Regions from separate parts of the Macaca mulatta genome. Here region 2 is linked to region 1. The links are chromatin contacts, called in public Hi-C maps. All regions are on one chromosome and are shown on one strand. The core of a region is the stretch at or near the end of the contact, and the rest is flanking DNA. Distances in the headings are between cores, read along the strand shown. Region 1 overlaps ZNF608 (zinc finger protein 608). Region 2 holds the start of ZNF608 (zinc finger protein 608).

Region 1 (3,037 bases), core at 289-2,788:
TAAGGATTTGTTAAAAATTTAAGCTGCAGATACAGGACTACAATGTAAAGGAAAAAGGTTAATTGCAAATTTTAGGTTTCCTCGATCTAATTCTCTCGAATATTAAAATTAAGTTGAACTGAATGGCACCAGAAAATGTAATCGGCCACACCAGGAGACTTTATCAAGATAGAAAGCATTGTTCTCCTAACCAGCGCCTTTTTGGAAAGCTTATCAAATTTAGTATTACTTTCACATATCTTAGAGTCAATCCATTATCCAGCACACAAATGGAACAGAATTTAAAATGGCTTTCTGCTCACTGGTTTGGGAAAGTGTGCACTAATTCATATATACTAATTCATATGCTGAGATGTACTAAATAAAGTATTAATAGCATAATACTTTGGCTAAATGTCAAAGTCTTTTGTGGCTGAAAATTTCTCAATCGAAAGCTGTGTATAAAACCAAATCATTTGATTTTTGTGCTTTTTCCCTGAACCCAAGAAATTTGATTTCCAAAATGTCAACATGTGCTTTCGCCCTTGAAGCATTCACATTCTAGCCTGTCGTTCACCACTTGGAACAGCAAGGTTTTGCGGGGTGGGGCAGGTTTGCTGCGTGCTGTGTGGTAGGCCGGGTCTGTGTCCCTGGTGCAGTGAGCAACAGACCTGGATGCTCTGGTGTGTACCTTCTACAGCCACACCACTGGCCTTTCCCTCCTGTCTCCCCTGAGAGGCCTGTTTGGGTAAGAAGAGATAATGGGCTGCCTGTTTTCGCTTTCAAAGAAAACCGGAAAGCCTTTGGACCAATAATTCTGCCACCCCTTTAGAGTGCTGAATTTCTTCAAAGGAAGCCTGAGTGGAATGCTGTACTCTTCACCCTGAGGCTATCCAGTCTGTTGCTGGCTGCTCACAAATAGAGCTACCAGTTTCCGCTGAAAAAGATCTTTAGTTATTTTAAGCAAAGGACCTCAGAAGGAAAAATAGGTTTCTACCTCATTCTTCCATCAGGCATTTTCCTGCCCTATATACTAATCCCCACAGATATTTGCCATGAAAAAATTTATTTATTGTTCCAAGTGCCAACCCCCAAGTGTTAGCATAGTCCAGCCAAACATTCTGTTTGCATTGGTATTAGATTTACTGGTTCAGGGACCGTGGCAAGTACAAATCAGATTTTTGTCTAGAAGTGTGTGTGTGTGTGTGTGTGTGTGTGTGTCTGTGTGTCTATGTGTGTCTGTAACTCTTGAGAGAATTACAAGGCAACCTGCGAGGATGCTGAAATATTTGGTCAGGTTTTCTTTCAGTGAAGAGAGGTGTATAAGACACACCCTGACAATGAGCAGCAATTAACAGTGCATTACTTTCTGGAAAAGACTTGAAGTCGGCTGCCCTACAGGTCAGAGTCAATAAAGACTGAGTTACTAACAATAGCCTTTCTCTCGCTAAAGCCTTGGACTTAACCCTAACTTCATCAGAGCAGAGAATAAGAGAATAATGTGAACAATAGGAGTCTTGGAGGTTGACTTGGGCCTAATGCACAGAGGCAGTAAAAGCTGTCAGAGAGCGTGATTGATTGGCTTACACGCCTTAGTCCCCAGTGCGAAGCACTAATGTTCCTGCCTCTTCTGAGAGGGCTGATGTGCCACCTGGGGTCAGAACTTATCAGCCTGTGGGGCTAATGTTTCAGACGAGGCCAAAGTGCAGTCAATAATTTATACGGAAATTTGTGCTCAGATTCGCAAGGAAAGCAGGTTTTGACTTGAATTCGTCCTCAGCCATCCAAGAAAGAAGTCAGAGCCAACTTCAGATCTTCCTGCTAACACCGCTGCTGTGTATATTAATAATACTTAAGACAAATGTTAATTGAAGAAGATAATTTAATCATGAAATATTTATTTAGCAGTTAACATCTGGAGCCAAATTTCAGGAGTTTCGGAATTGATCAGTGAAATGGGGAAAGGAAACAGCAGCGATTTTGAATTCATGAAAAAACAAAATCACCTCTAGAATGTAATAACCAGGTCAGGTTAAATCAGAGTGACTTCGGAAACTATTAAGTGTCCATGGGGAGCATCGGTTTACAGGCCCTGAAATTGAGGTTCATGGTACTGACAACATGGAGAGAAATGTTAGGTGATATCAAGGACTAGAAGAGATATAAATATCGGAGAGGAATTAGATTTCAATTAGATGCCTTGAACCCTTCATCCTGTTTGCAGAGAACGGTTAGCTGGCTGTGTGTGACTGTGTGTGTACAGACGATCTCCGTGTCTGCGTAAACACACGTATTTACACACAGAGTATATAGAAATAGACAGTAAAGCAGTGACACCAAGCAGGCTGGTCAATCAATAACCAACTAAGTTTTGTTCTGCTCCAGCAAAATGACGACTTTGCTCCAGTAAGTGCTAACAAAGGCCCTTTTACCTTCCCTGTGCTGGAGGAGAGCACTATTAGTCACACTTCATTAGGCTTGTTTACAGAAAAGAGCTGGTCTCTAAGCACGTTATTGAAATACTTGTAACTCTGTGGGGCTTTTTTTTTTTTTCTTCCCTGGAAGATAAGAACTTTGGAATGTGGAATGGGGGAGGGTGGGAAGGCAGCCTCTGAGTGCTGTCAAGAAAACTGGCGGGTCCAGGTGGGAACTGGAAAGATGAGTTCACGTTTAACCTGCTCCGTCCATCTGCATCCCCAGAGCCTTGCTGCAGAGTCTCATTTCTGTTGTCACAGTACTGGGGAGCTTTAATTTTGCCTTTTGTAATTTAGACCAATGTCAGGCATTCAGTTAGCTGTAGCTGTTCCTGAAAACATGAAATGAGGTTTCCTTACCCTGAAACAGTCCAGAGATGAGGCTTCAGTGATTTAGAACTGCATTTCTCAGTTGACTTTACTGCTGAGTAGTCAGAGGAAATGTTTGCTTTAAACAATGGATGGGTTAGGAAAGATAACTTTTACATCGGTTGAAATTGGCAGTGGGTGTAGAAATAATAAAAGAAGTCCCTCAGGTTGGAATTGGTAGGCCTTAAGATTCTAAAAGACAGGCCACCTTTATA
Region 2 (3,037 bases), core at 180-2,679, 87 kb before region 1:
TTCACTTTATATGTGTCCATATGACTCAGTTAAGACACAATCTTAAATTGCAATTGTCATGTGGAAATTACAATTACAGTAGTACAGGATCTTTACAACTTGGGATCATGATGCTTTCAGTTTACAGTACCCTTTGACTTTAAAATGTCCATATTGTAGCTTCTAAAAATAATGAAGGTAACAATAAAAAAATTCAAAATTAAATGTACTCTAAAGGCTTAATATATGTAAATACATTAGCTTAAATATGTTAGCTGTTATAGTAAAACGCTAAACTTGTTATTTCATATTAACCTCTCTTATCCTGTGACCTGAGTCTCATTAACTTGGTTGCTGGCATTTGTCCTACAATAAATTGTAAAATATTTCTGTGTTTGTGGATTGTAGATGTAGCATTCAGAAGATTTATGACACCCGGTTCCCCAGCAGTAGGGTGAAAGATTTGGGGGAAGAGGAATTCTGACCATTCCACAGTTTAAATATGTGTACTGGAACTGTTCAACAGTTAATCTTCCTAGTATATTTAACTTTCACAAGTCAATTTTTAAAAAGATGAGGCTGGCCCGAGGTGTTACTATGATTAGCTAGGACCTTATTTTAATATTTTTTCTTTTTTGGCGTCAATAACACCAGGTGGAAAAGATTTGTTACTAATTCCAGGGAAGAATCATTCACATAGTGTTGGTTAAATGGTCGCCTGCATTCACACTTCAGTGCTTGTAGACCAGAGCCCTGGAAACAAAAGGGTTACTTGTTTCCCCACCATCGCCTTTACCCGCAGATCGATTTTTCTTATTTAATCAGCGAGTAAAAAGAGAGACACAGGGAAGAAAAAGAAAAAAAAAAAAAAAAAAAAAAATTGCAGGAAGGGCAAAGTGGTGGGGGGAGGGTTGAAAGCCAGAAGCTGCAATACAGAAAATCAGTCTTGGGAGTTGGACTGCGGAGTCCTTGGAACAAGGAAGGGAAGCCAGCAAAATGCTCGCAGTCATTTCCACACAGCCAGCCTCCCTTTTCTCCTCGCTACGCGCTAGTGGCTCATTTGGCTTCTCTCTGCCACCGAGCGATCACATACATTATTTCCCCCAAGATAACACAATCAAACTTGTATTTACCGACATCCTCTCCTCGCAGCCTGTTTGAGATTTGTTTTAATAAATAAGTGTTTTATGTGAATGATGTAGTAATTGAAACGGGCGCACCATTTTTTTCCCTTCTTACTGCGGGAGGTTCCTCAACCCCAATCTGGTTGGAAAATAAAACGCTTTGTCTCCACAACCACCCCCCACAGCACCCCCACCCGCTCTCAGTGTGTGTTTTATACGTGTGTATATCTCAACCCCCTACAGTAGCCAAGAGAAAGCAGCTAGCCAATGAGAGAGCCCAGTTTCATAAAAGCTGCTCTCTGATTGGCCCGATGCGAAAGGGCACTGGGAACAAAGAAAAGTCCCTTTCAGGTATAGAGGCTGAGAGCTTCTTTTGCTCCACTCCCCCTGTGTGTGTGTTGTGTTTCAGTCCTGATTTCAGTGTTGCAGAACAAGCTTGTTGTGTGTGTGCACCAGGGGGATTTTTGTTTTGCTTTTCTTAAATTTTAATTTTTGCTTTTATAAAACATACACAGGCCGGTCTGTGACATTTGATGGTCCATCTTCTTTAATAATAAATTTGTTGAAGAGATTATAATTTCCAAAATAAAGCGGCTGCAACCAAACACATTCAATGCAGTTAGAAGGAAAAGGTCAACTCCATCCAATACAGACCGTAAGTACGGTTGCGTGGTGTGTCTCTATATAGCACTTAGCGGGGACTTCATGCAGGGGAATGTGCGAGTTTTATGCATAGAAATGAGGAACTAGTTACAGGGTTTGGCTTTTGCATTTAGAACAACAACCCAAGAAGGGTGAATTTTATTCAGTGGAGGGTGAAGCATTTGTAACTTCACACAAATTAAGCTTGACTGGGCACTCGGGGTAACTTAGAGTAAATTAGCTTTTGGGCTCTAACCCAAAGGAGAATAAAAGTGACACAGTTACATATCCTGGTCTGCAGTGTCAATTCTCTAGCTCACCTTACTCCCTCCCTCTTCTGTCCTAGCTGGGCAGACCCTTCTCCCAAACCGATCCAGGAAAATGGGGGCAAGGGCAGAACAAGCCGATTTCTCTCTCCTGTCAGCTCCCAGTGCCCGATAATTTAAAATTAAACAAGGGAATAGTCACTCATTACGTGTAATGGTTATAATTACCATTCGCCATCTCCTTGAAAAAGCAAGCAACAAAAATACCATTAAGAGAAAAAATAAAAGCCCGACCCAACCCAAACAAACCCCCAAATAGTAACAATGGTGTGTTTATTACAGGACCAGGCTGGTGAGCAAGCAAAAGGTTTTTCTTTGTTTAATACATGAAGTGGGGGTCCCTAAAATCCAAGTAGCTCGGAGGTACCCTTCTCCCTCCCCCAGGCGTCCCCGTCCCTGGCCCCCTGGGAAAGCTGACAAATTGGAGATAAGTTGAAAGGTTTATAAAGTGTTTCTTTAAAACATCTGCTTTGCTCTTGTGCTCATTACATTTCACTCCTTCCGAACTTCGGAGATCCTAGATCTCCGAGAAATGTTTCACATTCATAACTTGTAGCTTCGCCCACTGCGGGGGGGCGGGGGGAGGAGGTTGGGGGAGTGTGTGCAGGGGGAGGGGAGAGACCTACAGCTTTTTTTTTTAAAGACCAGATCAGTATTTTCTTGATACGCTTGTCACCATTTTTGTTCTCACGACAACCAATTGAGCCCTTGATCCTCACGTGATGTGAAAGGCTTGCACTGTAACAAAATCGCTCCTTTTAGATGGTTGGTTGTTACTAACTCGCCCATCCCCCTCTCCCAGCCCCGACATTTCCAGCAAAGCGACTCTCCACTTCCAATCCATCAACAATTCATTACTGCTTTTAGCTTCCAAACGCCAGCTAATTAAAAATACTAAGCCAAGCTCCGGGGCCATCTGACTAAACACAGGAGGGGGTGGGTGAAGGGAGGAGGAGGAGAGAAAAA

What was found. A called contact is a pair of places that touch in the nucleus more often than the background predicts.
Region 2: a Hi-C map of sperm shows a contact between it and region 1, with 2.8 times the contacts expected there. The contact joins the promoter of ZNF608 here to the enhancer-like site in region 1. A contact is called at or near these places in 4 of 14 Hi-C or Micro-C datasets (fetal cortex germinal zone, fetal cortical plate, liver and 1 more).

The regions. Positions count from the first base shown.
Region 1 is chr6:133,590,127-133,593,163 of T2T-MMU8v2.0, reverse strand. All of the region lies in intron 3 of ZNF608 (zinc finger protein 608), which reads left to right. Among named protein-coding and RNA genes, the nearest start is that of ZNF608, 87 kb to the left of the region's middle. Within about 2 kb of position 1,538, at least 6 of the 40 cell types and tissues checked have an H3K27ac peak or open chromatin away from gene starts, as enhancers often do.
Region 2 is chr6:133,677,279-133,680,315 of T2T-MMU8v2.0, reverse strand. ZNF608 (zinc finger protein 608) reads left to right here and starts at 1,429. Exons shown (of 10, transcript XM_078004481.1): 1 at 1,429-1,758.